2 separate regions of the Sus scrofa genome follow, and region 1 is linked to region 2. Evidence: chromatin contacts called from public HiChIP or PLAC-seq data. All regions are on one chromosome and are shown on one strand. Each heading gives the region's core, a stretch centred on a gene start, on an enhancer-like site or on the middle of the called end of the contact. The rest is flanking DNA. Distances are from core to core; before and after follow the strand shown.

Region 1 (7,334 bases), core at 250-2,749, 470 kb after region 2:
AGTCTCATAAACTACTGCAAAAGCAAAAAAAGAGGTAAATTCAGTGGCTCTTGCTTGTAGATAAAACATTTGGATCATGTCTTTTATTTAACCCATCAGCATTGTGTTTTCTTAAAACCTGTGTTTATGAGGACAGCTACAAAATGGGCTAAGACCTTCTCAAGGTGCTTAACTGTCACAGGAGTCAGCAAAACATAAGCAAGCCACAAATATTAAAAGGTCCTGGGGGAAAAAAGCAGCCACAGAGCTAAACAAGGAAAACACCTCAGGTGGCTCATCATGCCCCTTGCCAAACAAAAGAAACTTAATCCTCGAAGTTGTGTAATATCAATTTTGTTCAATCAAACTGTATTTTATACACATGTCGGGTCATTTAAGAAAACCTGAAATCCGTCCTTCAGTAACCTAAAACGGTCTACAGGTGCATGTTTTATCTGGCTTACACCACGAGATGTTTGGGCAGTTACCAGAGCACTGATTGAGCCTTGGCACGTTAAGTGCTTTAGAAACATATCCCAGCCATCACCCTTGGAGACAGGCACTATTTCAGGACCATTTCACAGGGGAGGAAGCTGAGGCCTGCTGGGGTTAAGGAACTGACCCAGGGTCCGGCAGGAAGTGGCAGCTGGGCCTGGACAATGCACAGACGACAGTGCGCTCCACTCCACTGCAGCCTGACCACTATGAAGAGACTCGTGTCATTTCATGGGCCTTTTCTTATTTGTATGCATCTTTAAACACGAAGGACAAATGCTAAAAACAGCTGCACGATGATCAGCAACAAGCTGTTCATACGTACTTAACGTGTCCTGGTGAACACTTAAGCTCAGACCCACAGTCGCTCCCAGCACGCCCTGATGCTGGGACAGGGCCTTCCTACAAAGGACGGGGGACACGGGTTCTGCTCTCAATCCAGAGCCGGCGATCCAGTTCAGGGGTGGAGGTGACAACTCAAGCGGTGCGGTGCCCAGAAGTAACTTCTCCTCCCGAGTGGGCAAAACACGCACCGGGCGCGGGGCGGACGGCCTGCGAGGCCCGCGGGGCCGAGGCCGCTTCCCTACCTTGTCGGGTACACAGACTTCTCACACGCGCCAGACCCCTGGGTCAGATTTCTGGACCCCGTCATGCTGACCACCTCCATCCGCTTATCCAACTTTATCAGAACTCGCCCCATCCGGGCCCGGACCGGATTTCACCCTGCAAGTGAAACCGCAGCGGTCCGCGCGGAGACCCCCATGCGGGGCGCGCGCCCCACAGGCCCGAAGAACCCGCCCGGGGCCTGCGGGGCGACGCCCCTCCCTGAACGAGCCCGCACGGGCGCGGCGATCCCCCCCGCGCAAAATTGCACTGGAGAACCTGGGTGTGGGGACCGGCGAGGCAAATACGGATAAACAAGAACCTGGCGCCCCTACATGCAAGCTTTCCGATGGGCCGCCGCCGCCGCCGTCGCCGCCGCTACGAAACGGTTTCAAATCCTTGCGGGCCGCGGCGGTCGCCACCGCCCAGCAGGCCGGAGGCGGGGACTTCCCCACAAGCATTCCCCCGCCCCCCTCCCCCACTCCTCCAGCCGCGGGGGGGGGGCGGTTGCCAAGGCGACGCTCCGGGAACGCCTGCGCTCGTTTCCCCTCCCTCTGGAGGAGGCTCGCGCTGGGCGGCGTTGCCATGGCGACGTCCAGGCCCTCCGCGCAGCCTCCAGATTCACTTCCCAGCCTGGCGGCCCCTAGGCCATCCCCGCGAGGTTCCCAGGATAATTGGACCCCGGTCTGGACACTGCTACTCTCCAGCATCCCGTTCGGAGAGTAGCGTATGAACACTTTAGGGGCTGTAGAGAAAGATCAGGTAGAGAGTAAAGAAAATGGGATTGCAGAAGGGTATTCATAGAGAGGTGTATCCTTTATTTAGACAGACAACACTGAATGAGTCTAAAGAAGCAAGAACTTAACTGCCAGGTATCTCACAACCCAGAAGTGAGTGCCCTTGAACTAAACAAGAAAATGAACATTAGTTTTTTTGTTTGTTTGTTTGTTTTGCATTGAGCACCATCCAAGATCTGAAACTTACCCCAAATTCTGAAGATGCTGAAATAAAATGAAAAGTCTTTGTGTTTACCAGTTCGGTGTAGAATAACAAGATTGAGTGGAAAATGTATTTTTGCTGCTCCCAGGAAATCTCATTCACCTTGGGGGCAGTCTCAATGTTTGCATCGCTGTTGTGGTTTGCTTTGGTCTTCGATTCCATTTCTGGAAAAGCTCTGAACTATATATATTTTTAAAATACCAAGCAAAAACAAAATTTAAATTGTAAAAACACTCACTTAAATGAAATTCAGTTTACCACAGTTTTTCATGTAATTTCACAACAGGATTCCTCCTGCAGTATCTTTGCAATACACTCAGTGTGATGCCAAATCTAACATAAACACAGCTTGAAGCATCTTTTCAATTTTCTATAAAGAAAATAGAAGATTCATTCATTTGTAACCAGTTGCTTTCAAGCTTCCAGAGTAAAATCGTATTCTTTCCAAGGTGCTTTTGAAACTCTCCCACTGGAAGGAACAGTTTTTCCCACCAACGGTTTTTCATTGTTTCAGTGACAAATTATGAAAGCTAAGGGAAAGAAAAGTATGAAATACTTTTAAGAAGGTTTAGTTTTTCAAAAGCCTATTTAAACATGTTTATAGCTAAAGAATGATCAATAATTCAGTCATTTGCGCAGAGAATCTGGCCTGTAAAACCCACACATGCAAATACAAGAATCTGACCACTGAATGAAGAGGTTCAAAACCACATTGCTGAAAGAACATGAAATGCATTTGACAAATGATGTTTAAATGAATATGAGCAGAAAAGTAGAAGAAAAAAGGGGGGATCGAAGAAAAAATGCAACAAAGTCAAGTTCATCTGAGAAGAAATAATTGCAGCAGGAAAAAATGTGACAAAGTTAAAAGGTTAAAAGTAAATTTTTTAATATTTTTTCTCTTTAGGTGAAAGTAAAAAGATGAGAAAATCTCCCTTTACACTTTCAAGAACCAGCAGATTGTCATACACACACACACATATGTAGCGATGCAAGCAAAAATGTTGTTATGATGCACATGTAGGGATTTTATAATTATTTATGTTATTCTTATGTAGCTGGGATACCAGCTTGAGCCTGAGCTATGTTCACCTTAGAATTCAAGCCTGTAAGTCATAGTTAGAGAACTGGTAGACAGTTAAACTCTCTTTGCATAATAACCAAGGAAGCTTCTAGGAAGTAACTCATCCTAGGAGATGGTAAGCAGATCTGACAGTACACAAACATTGAAGGGACAGGCAGTTCTACACAAAGCACATAAAGTGCTAGCCATGGGTGGACTTCCAGCTCTCCTCCTTTGTTTGTAGTAGATTCCTAATCTAAGGTGAGGATCTTCCTTTGAGAATCCTAAAAAGCTGTAACTCTTTCCGCCTCCCATATTCCACCACCATCAAATGCCCACATACCCCAAAAATAAGAGTACAAATCAAAGGGCTCTCCAAATATCAAGTTCATCTATGGAATCTAGGTTAAGAACTCCTTCCCTATGAATTTTATATCCATTTAAACATTGAGAACAGAAGCCATAAGCAGCATTTGTGTCCGTAGTTTCTTTGTTCCCTTTTTTTTTTTTTTTTTTTTTTTTTGCCTTTCCTAGGGCCGCTCCCACGGCATATGGAGGTTCCCAGGCTAGGGGTCTAATCCGAGCTGTAGCCACTGGCCACAGCAACGCGGGATCCGAGCCGCGTCTATGACCTACACCACAGCTCATGGCAACGCCGGATCATCAACCCACTGAGCAAGGGCAGGGACCGAACCCGCAACCTCATGGTTCCTAGTCGGATTCGTCAACCACTGCGCCACAACGGGAACTCCTATCTCAGCATATATTTACTGAACATCTAGTGTGTGTAGATTACCTTAGGGGAATGTTACTTCTGCCACAGTTGCTCTGACACTTCAGCTCACATGTTGCTTCCTCAAAGAGGCTGTCAGTGATTCTCAAACCATCTGTTATTCTCTTTCAAAGCCTCCTGTTCTTTTTCTTCATTGCCTTTGTCAAAATTTGTAATCAAATTTTTTTTTTTTTTTGTCTTTTTGCTATTTCTTGGGCCGCTCCTGTGGCACATGGAGGTTCCCAGGCTAGGGGTCGAATCGGAGCTGTAGCCACCAGCCTAAGCCAGAGCCACAGCAATGCAGGATCCGAGCCGCGTCTGGGAGCTACACCACAGTTCCACGACGGGAACTCCCAAAATTTGTAATCAAATATTAACCGACGTTAAAGATCTTTTTTTAAAATAATCTCCACAAGGACAAGAGTTCACCACGGCAGACCCAGAAACTTGCAGAGTTCCTCGCACGGAAAGGCAATCCATATGGGTTTACTGAATCAAAGAATTAATGCAGATTGGCCCTCGATGTTTTCTCTGTTCCTGGGGTGAAATACGGCCACCCCATAGCTCCCTACTTAACAAAGCTTCCGTTCAACAGGCCCAGAAGACCGACTTCCGAATCCAAATTTCGAAGAGAGTGAATGTGACTGGTCTCATTTGACTCGCATGAGCACACTTAGTCCAATCAGGTTTGGTTGGGAGATGGGGCATCCCTTTATATAAGCATGATCACATCAGCTCACATTTGTGCTTGGGGGGACAGGACTTGGGGTGCCTTTCTAAAGGAAGGACAACACTTGAGTTACCTCAAATGGTTCCAATTACAGCAAAGCTTCAGGAGTTGTGAGGACAAAGATGAGTTCCCTCCAAAAGCTGGCAATACAGTGGGAGTTCAAAACACAAATAACAGGAGGAGTTCCCGTCGTGGCGCAGGGGAAACAAATCTGACTAGGAACCACAAGGTTGCGGGTTCGATCCCTGGCCTTTCTCAGTGGGTTAAGGATCCGGTGTTGTCTCAGCTCGGATCCTGAGTTGCTGTGGCTGTGAAGTAGGCCGGCAGCTGTAGCTCCAATTCAGTCCCTAGCCTGGGAACCTCCATATGCCGCAGGTGCAGCCCTAAAAAGCAAAAAACAAACAAAAGCACAAATAACAAAGAACCATATTTAAAGTCAGATTATGTCAGCCAGTTTAAAATGTTATAGGAATAGAGGGGAGATTAAGAAACCACAGCACTGTAATTATAAAGCTACCATATGAAAATATATACTGAAACTTGTTTTATCTTTGATTTTAAAAAGGTATTGAAGTTGAAACACATCCACTGAAAATAGTATTTTCTATCAGCTACAAATAACTTCAGTGAAAGTAGAAGGTTTGTTTCAAAAACAAGAGTTTTAACCTCAATTTTTTTTTTTTTTTAAATGGCCGCATTTGTGGCATATGGAAGTTCCCAGGCTAAGGGTCATATCAGAGCTGTAGCCGCTGGTCTACGCCACAGCCACAGCAACACTGGATCTGAGCTGCATCTGCAAGCTACACCACGGTTCACAGCCATACCATATCCTTTACCCACTGAGCGAGGCTAGGAATTGAACCTGCATCCTCATGGATACTAGTCAGATTCGTTTTCGCTGAGCCACAAGGGGAATTTCTGAGTTAACCTCAATTTTTAAAAATCAAATAGTAACATAGTTGATAATATACGGTATAAACATGACGCTCAAAATAGTTTTTCTTTCCCATGTGGGATGTTAATTATGCTATACTTCTCATGTTGAAAGGGTTCTGTTTATTTTCAAAATATAAACTTAAAATTAAGAATTAGTCTAGGTAATACTGAACAATGTGAAGTCAGTGATTCTCTACATAAAACTTGGGACAATGTGACTTTTACTAATTAGATAATTTTTCATAAATATTTTGAACTAGGCCTGCATTTTGTAGTAAGCACTAAATCTGATGATCTACGTACTTCAAATTCCTATCTTATAAAATTATAGCAAATACAGCAGAAACTAGAGGTTGCCTCCATGTTGTTTAAGCCACTGTTATTTGAATATTCTGTTTATACCAAATATAAACCTGATACAGTAATTTACTTTTTATTTTTTCATTTTTTTGTTCTTTTTTCTTCTCTGCTTAACTTTAAATTGTATGTATATATATATATATATATATATATATACACACACACACATATATATATAACATACATAAAGGCATTCTTTCATATCTTCATTCTTTCATATCTTCATTGCCCCGAAGATCAATACCAAAAGTATAAATCTGTACTAGGAGGCATATTGTTAATAAATTCACAGAAAATGAGTTACACAACAGTTTACAAGCCATTCTACCAGTTTACGTACTTACCATACACCCACAGAAAGGACAACTTGTAAGGTTGTGAATCAAACGTGGACAATAATTCTCCAGATGAAGAAATTAAAGATGATTTAGGTCCTGTCAATTTTACTTCCAAAATATCCTCAAGTCTCTCCAAAAAATAGCTCCCTTTTGAAAAATGTTGACTGAAATGCAAAATTATGAAATTCACTATATTCTTCTCTAAAACATTTTGGAATCAAGGTTTCAACAACTTCAATGTGACGTTATCTGCTAATCTGAAAGACTGTAAATAATACATTTTGCAAAGTAAGCACAAGACACGAAAACAAATGTTCGTGACTTTGGTGACTGAGGTGGATTGTGGGGCAATTATTTCCACTTCCTATCAAGAATAATCAACAGTTGGAGTTCCCTTCGTGGCGCAGTGGTTAACGAATCCGACTAGGAACCATGAGGTTGCGGTTCGATCCCTGCCCTTTCTCAGTGGGTTAAGGATCCGGTGTTGCCGTGACCTGTGGTGTAGGTTGCAGACGCGGCTTGGATCCCGCGTTGCTGTGGCTCTGGCGTAGACTGACAGCTACAGCTCCAATTCAACCCCTAGCCTGGGAACCTCCATATGCCACGGGAGCTGCCCAAGAAATGGTAAAAAGACAAAAAAAAAAAAAAAAAGAATAATCAAAAGTTAACTGTAAAGAGGAACAAAATTTTTCTTCCTAGGCTGGGATTTTTTGAAATGCTTATTTTTTTCATATTGTAAAATTTTTAATGATAGTCTAGGGAAATTGGAAAACACTGAAAGGTTTAAAGAAGAAAATTAACGTTATGTGTAATCCTACTGTTAAGGAATAACTACCATTAACAACTGTAAATATTTTCTCAAATCTGATACATATATATGGTCATTTTAATGTCTACTTATTGTTGCATCATTTGGATAGAACATAATTTGCTTATTGTCCTGTGACTAGATACGTAAGTTATTAGCAAGTTGGGGCCCTTATAAGTAGTACTTTAATAAATATCTTTTAATATATACTTCTCGAGTGAAGTTTCAGCTTTCTCCATAAAAGGTTCCTA
Region 2 (6,497 bases), core at 3,590-6,089:
CCCTTCTCTAGCACCGGAGAACGACACAACAGATAGCAAGATAAGCAGCTCAGAGAGCAGTCCTGTGCCCAGCCCCCTCTCCCCACCCCACTTGCCATCAGCAGCCACCTAGAGTTAAGAGGCTCATTCTCTTTTTGGATATTTGGAAGGGGAGAGAGAGAGAGAAACAGAAAAAGTCATTCTAACAGGAGGTCTGAAGCTGCCTCCAAAGGTCAAGAATCTTAAGACTTGGCCATTCTATAAAGGGCTGTTTGTCTTTGGAGCCTCAAAAGGAGAAGGTACCCCAGGGCCCCCGTCCTCTCTGGCCAAGACCTTTTCTCCATTAGCACTAAGCAGCAAAACTGATCGACTGGGGTCTGACCCTCCGGCTGCAAGTATTTAAAACCTAGAATAATATGCCAGGAGGCCCTAGAGCCAAGGGTCCTTCATTCGGGCAAGTCCTAGGGCCTTCCCTTGTTAGGAGGGCTTCTTGCTGGGGAACCATCTCATTCTACACAGAGACCCACAAGCTCAGTGTTAAGCCAATTGCTGGCTCTCATCTCATCCGAACACAAAAGTTCAGAAGATCCCACTTACCCCCACGTTCAATGGGTGCACCCGTTACTTCCTGTGCCTCCACCACAAGCCAGCTGCCTCTGTGGCCACATTAATTCTACCCTCTACTGATTGGTGGTGAAGGGCCCTTTCCAAACCCGGTGCTGAGTGCAGCCGGTGACTCAGCGACATCAAAAGCTGCTGTCCTCTCTCTCTCTCTCTCTCTCTCAACCCCTTCTGAGACTGGCCCAGGATAAGTAACCAGCATTAATGAAGAACTGCCTGCCCCTGTCTGAGGTCAGCACACGAAGACTACATCCCTTTTCCCCCTTTAAACACCGACAAGAAACATCAAAGTGTTGGTGGCTGGGGCGCCCAGCTCCAGACGGGCCTTTGTCAGCCTCAGCAGCACATCCGTCCATCCATCCAACCCCCCTACTTAACTCAAAACATCTGCAAAGTCCATCGCACCCTCCAAAATCCCCCCAGCCCCCCGCCCAAGTCTTACCTGTATCCATTTTCAACAGTTTCCGTGGACCGCACATTCGCAGTAGCCCTCAGAGTTTTGCTGGACAAGCCAACCACAGTGGGTGAGAGTTTGCACTTGAAGTCGGCACAAGTCCACTCCTCTTCTTCATTTAAGGTGGGGAGGTAGCCACACACGAGCTTGAGGCTCCCCAGGCCCCCGTTACTCATGTAAGCTGTGTTTTCTCCCCCACTCCTCACGTATTCGAGGTATATATCAGAAGTCAGAAACATCTGGTAGGCATTGTCCTCCATCACCGACTGGATCTCAGTCTGCGCCTGGTCAAACATGATGGAATCAATCTGCTGCTTCTTGATGCCATCTCTTATATACGTCTTGGTGGCAGGTTTCAGCTGCTTGGAGACAACGCTGTTGTTCTCGATGTACCTTTTGTAGATTGCTTTGGCTACTCGTAAAGTTTTGGTCTCTTTCAGGTTCATCTGCCTGAATCCATTGCAGGCAAACCAGAAGTCCAAGGTATCCACGCATTTCTCCCTCTCCAGGAAAGTCCGGAAGAGATAAGCCCCGTCTTGGTCACCCAACAAGGAGTGCAGTGACTTTGTCCACCTGGTCAGAGGGGAATCCGGAGATGCCCGCCCCTCGGGCTCCCCCAACCCATCCTCGTTCCGCCTGGTGTTGGAGGAGACAGGCATGGGTTTGGTGACCTGGCCCTTTCCCAGCCCAGGCTGGCATGGTGGGGTCTCCCCTTCTTCCCCAGGCACGGGGGGCCGAGGGGCATCCTCGTGGAAACTGCTGCTGGGGTCTGGGAGGCGAGGCACCAGCACAGCGCTGCTCATGGTGAGGGAGTTCTTGCTGAGTTTAGGAATTTTTTTTTCTTCTTCCAGTCCCTCTCAGCAATCAGCGTGGTCTCTCTCTCTCAAGTCAGCAGGGACTCATCTGAGCCTCCTTTCTGGGAAGAAAAGGAAGGGGGGAGGTAGAGGGAGAGAAAAGGGTATTGATATAATCAAAACCAGATCTACCCAACATCAAAGCAAGAAAGTAAACAGGCTTTTCAACTCCTCAAATTCAAATCAAGCAACCCAGCTATCTGCGAGGTGCTCATCTAAAGTATCAGACGCAGCTTTTTCAAAGGCGAAATCTGAGCTCCCTACACTCGGGGGGTGGGGGGGGAGAGGAAGGGGCGGGGAAGCTGAGTGAGCCGGAGGGTGGGAGGTGGGGCGGAGGGGCTCGGGAGGTGTAAAAACCTTCCAAAAACTCACCCGGCCCCCCGCGCTCGCTGGGCTGCCCGGCCCGCGCCTCCCGGCCGCCCCCCGCCCATAGCGTCAACTCCAAAGCCGCGCACCCGGAGCCGTCAGGCTGTGTGCAGGTGAAACCAATTTCGGGAAATTTCCCCACTCGGCTCTCGGCACAGATAACTCGAGCTCCAAACGTGCCCTTCCCCGGCATCTGGTTCCCATTCCCCCCACCCACCCTCTCCCTCTGCACTCCCTCCTTCCCACTCCTTAAAAATTCAGATCTTCAACCGAGAAGGGAGCCCGCCCAGCTCAGGGCAGAAGGGGCTCCGGGGCTCCCAGCTAGAAGCCCCCACCCCCGGCCAACCCAGATGTAGACGTTCGCTGCGCCCCCGCCTCCCGCCAAGGATCTGACTCAGTCTACACCTCTGTCTTCCCGGCTCCCCCAAACCAGAAATCAACTCACTCAGACAAGACTTTGATCTTCAAACTTTGCCAGAGAGCAGGGAAGCCTCAGGACCCGCTGTCCCCGTGCCTCCCGCCCCCAACCTCCCAGAGCCGCAAACCCTACAAAACCGGATCAGAAACCATCTCACGCCACCACTGCCTGTGCCAAGAATCCCAAACTCTATTGACCTCAAGCCTAAATTTTTTTCCGAAAGAAAAAAGTCTTATCAAGCCAATAAACAAGCCTCTTTCCCTAACAAGGGAAGGATCAAACTAATGAGAGGGCAGGGAAGGGCCGGGGTGCGGGGGGAGGATGGGACGCGACCCTGAACCAGGAGCCAGGGACCCTGGGCTGGGGGGTGGGTGCTCGTGGCCTCCGTCCGGGGCCTCAGGCCTCCGGGCGAGCTCGGCTGGCGGAGCCTCGGGGCCGCCGGTAGCGCCGCGTTACCCGGGCGGAGGGGAGAGGGGCGGCCCCGTTACCTGGAAGACGAAGGCGGCCCGAGGCCCGGGTCTCATCTCCGCGGAGCCCCACCGGCCCGCCCCCACCCCCGGCCCAAATCCAACCCAACGCGTCCAGAGCCCCGGCGAGAGGGCCGCCGAGCGCGGGGCCAGAGACCCGGGAGGCGCTCACAGCACCCCGAGCTCGGGCGCGGGTCGGTCCCCGGCGCCGCAGCTCGCGGAGGCGCCCGCAGAAAAAGCACGGAAAGCAGCAGCCTAGTCCAGAAATGGCGACGCGCGGAGTCTCTGCCTCTCCGCAAAAGGGGCAGGGGCAGCCGGGGGCGCGGGGCCCGGGCGGGAGGAGGGACGCGGGGGACGCGGGCGCCCGGGGCTCGGGCCGCTCCAGCGCGCAGACTGAGCCTCGGCCAGCGCTCAGGGCCCCTAAGCGCGGACCAGTGGCTGGGAGGGGAGGAGAGAGAGGCGGGAGGGGAGGATGGGGAGGGGGGAGAGGTGGGGGGAGAAAGGGGCGGAGGGGAGGGCAAGCGGGGGGCGCCGCCACCCTTTCATCCCACCTTCCAAAGGCACTCCAGCGCACACTCACACCCCGACTCACATCCATAACAACCACAGCGATGCAACTCCCAGGGGGAGGGGGTAATCTACCCCCTCTCCGCCCCCGCCGCAGCAGCCACTTGCAGAAGTCTCTCCCCCTGGGCCCCCGCCATCCCGGCCACCACTCTGGGGAGGGGGCTTGGGCGCGCAGGGCGGCCCAGCCAAGCCCCCCGGAGCGCTGGGCGCCTGGCCCGCCGCTCCTCTCCGCGCCCGCCCGGAGCGCGCCCCGAAATAGCCGGCCGGCCAACTTCAAAGGGCCGCCGGGAACATCAAAGCGCGCGGACCGCCCCGCAGCCGCGGCCTCGGCACTCACCATTGATCCGCGCGCGCGCTCAGCGGCAAGACCTCGCAGGCGCCCCGGGCAGGGCCCCGGCCCTGGCCCCCGGATCGGCTCGCAGTGGCAGCCCCGGGCCCCCCCGGGCCAGTCCCGGCGTCGGGGAACATGGGGAGTCGCGCGGCAGGGAAGGGAGTGCGGGGAAACAACAATCCTGGGATTAGAGCGAGATCCACCGGCGAGGAGGGGGGAGCGGCGCGCCCCACCGCCCCTTTTATGCAAAAGATCCGAGTGGGCCTCCGCCCCCGCCGCGGCCGCCCCCGGCCCCTCCGGCCCCCGCCCGGCCCGGCTTTCAACACAGGTCCTGTTTCCAGCAGTCACTCCGCGCACCAAATGTCCTCCGGGCGCTTCCAACAAAAACTGCGCTGTGGATTTAACTGTGCACTTCAAAGGCGCGAGCCGAGCGCACGGTCCTGAAAGGGAGGTACGCGCCGGCCGCGCCCCGACCGGCCCCCCGCGCCCCCACCGCCCCTCCTCGGGGCCGTCCGGCTCGCTGCCCCCCTCCTGGCCGGGTCTCTGTTGGGCTGGACCCCTTCCAGCCCCTGGCGCCCGCGACGCGGCTGGGCGCGACCTCGCCCCCGGCCCCAGGGGGGCTCTCTTTGAAGCGGCTCTGCTGGGGCCGCGCCTCCACCCCCCACCTTTTACAGCAAAGCTTTCGGCTGGGTAGACAGGCGCCTCCGACGCCGGGCGGCCCCAAAATCCATAGCTAAGAAGGGTTATTTTTATTTCCCGGCGCTCGGGTTGTTACTGAGTTGCCAGGACCTTATCAAAGCGCAGCCGGCTCCAGCCGACTCCCCCGGGCCGGGCTTGGGGGAGCCAGTGATCCCGCCGCGCCAATCACAGCCGCGCTCGGCCGGCCCGCGCCGCCCGCCTTAAAGGGACAGCGCCGGGCGCCGCCCCGGCCCGGCCCGGCCCGCCCCCGCAGCAAGCTCAGCTCTGGCGTGAGCCCTTCCCCGGCCCTCCTCCGCCCCCTTCCAGGCCCCCGCGGCCACCGGGGCGCTCTCAGCCCGAGTTCTGATTCGGCCTTCCAAGTTCTCTGGCCTTTTTGCTCGAGCTCCCTCCCCCCGCCTCCCCCCCCACCCCACCGTCATCCCCTACTCTGGAAAGCAACAGTTTATTGTAGCATTCTGGCCATGGCAAGAACTGCAAGCAGGAAAAAAAAAAAAAAAAAAAAAAAAAAAAAAATTTTTTTTCTCGGTCATCAAACACTTTTCTACCTCTATTCAACTTTCCCGGGGAATTGGGCTGGAAGAGTCTTGTAAAAGTGCTGGTCCTGGGAGGGGATGGCCAAATGTACGTGCTTGTGCGCGCCCGTATCTGAGTGTGAGTTAGGATCAAGGTGGGCCCGTGTGTGGATGTCTGAGGATGGGGGCGTGAATCTGCCAGCATAGGCCTGAGTGCTGCAGATGGGCCCTGACACCTCCTTAGGAAGCGCTCCTCAATTCCCTGAAGACTTAACCCCAGCTTCCCAACCTGGCCATCAGAAGCCTCCCCCACACACTTGGACTATCTTTCTGTATCAGCCTCATACACAACACTCTCTTGGAAGCATCCCCCATCCTCCCATATGTTACACATTAAACAGATATGGAATGCCTTTTTCCCCATCCCCTCTCAGTTTTAATGCACTGAAAACGCCTCACCCCACTGTCACCCTCGAATCCTTCCCAACATTCCCCAATAATGTTTAGGAGTTACAACCTTCTCACTTAAAGTAATAAGAAAATATGCCACAAACCCAGAACATTGGTTGCCGAGGAATGATCTCTCATAGGATGAGCTAATAATTGACTTTTCCTCTTTCTAAGAATCATAAAGGTATAGACCAAATCTGTTCAAGAGCCTGGCATCATCAGAGCTGTGGGAGGCCTTGCCCCTCCAACTCTGCTCACTTTTTCTTCATTTACTTTCTTAGTGGACTGAATGGATAACAAACGCTTTTAAATGCAGCAGCGTCTCTAATCTGTCATTAACCTTCGGATCTATAAAGCATACAAGAAATGTGTTTTCTCGGTCTGTTTAGGTTTCATGGGAAAAGAGCAAGCAGAGTCAGCACCCACAATCTGCTGGGAAAGGGCAGGGAAGGTCCTCTACCGGCTGTGACAAGGGACCAGAGCTTGAGCAAGCCATGTGGCCAGACTTCTCAGTTCCTTGGCACCGTGGGACGTCCCCAAGACCTGCCTCTCTGTGTCCAGGGTCTGCACCTAGGGCTCACCTTTCCAGGTGGCCAGCCTGGCAGAAAGCCGCTGGTCCAGGCTAAGGAGCACGGCCGCCTTGGGGCAAACCAGGAAGGCCAGTGAGAGAGTGTGGCCAGGTGACTGACTCATCCCTGCCTTGGGACAACTGGATTCAAGGACACTGAAAGCCAGGCCACTTCAGAATGCTTTCAGAATGCTGATATGTAGGACCCATA

The links. HiChIP or PLAC-seq counts read pairs in DNA pulled down with a chosen protein or histone mark.
Region 1: a contact with region 2 is called in an H3K27ac HiChIP or PLAC-seq map of skeletal muscle, with 5 times the contacts expected there. The contact joins the promoter of CEP112 here to the promoter of AXIN2 in region 2. A contact is called at or near these places in 1 of 5 promoter capture datasets (fetal skeletal muscle) and 1 of 2 datasets of contacts at active chromatin or transcription factors (skeletal muscle).

The regions. Positions count from the first base shown.
Region 1 is chr12:12,814,305-12,821,638 of Sscrofa11.1, forward strand. It overlaps CEP112 (centrosomal protein of 112 kDa), which reads right to left and starts at 1,500. Exons shown (of 28, transcript XR_002337057.1): 1 at 1,413-1,500.
Region 2 is chr12:12,338,368-12,344,864 of Sscrofa11.1, forward strand. It overlaps AXIN2 (axin-2), which reads right to left and starts at 4,840. Exons shown (of 11, transcript XM_021066736.1): 1 at 4,723-4,840; 2 at 1,043-1,970. The coding sequence starts at 1,857. It overlaps CEP112 (centrosomal protein of 112 kDa), which reads right to left. Exons shown (of 28, transcript XR_002337057.1): 28 at 1,916-1,970.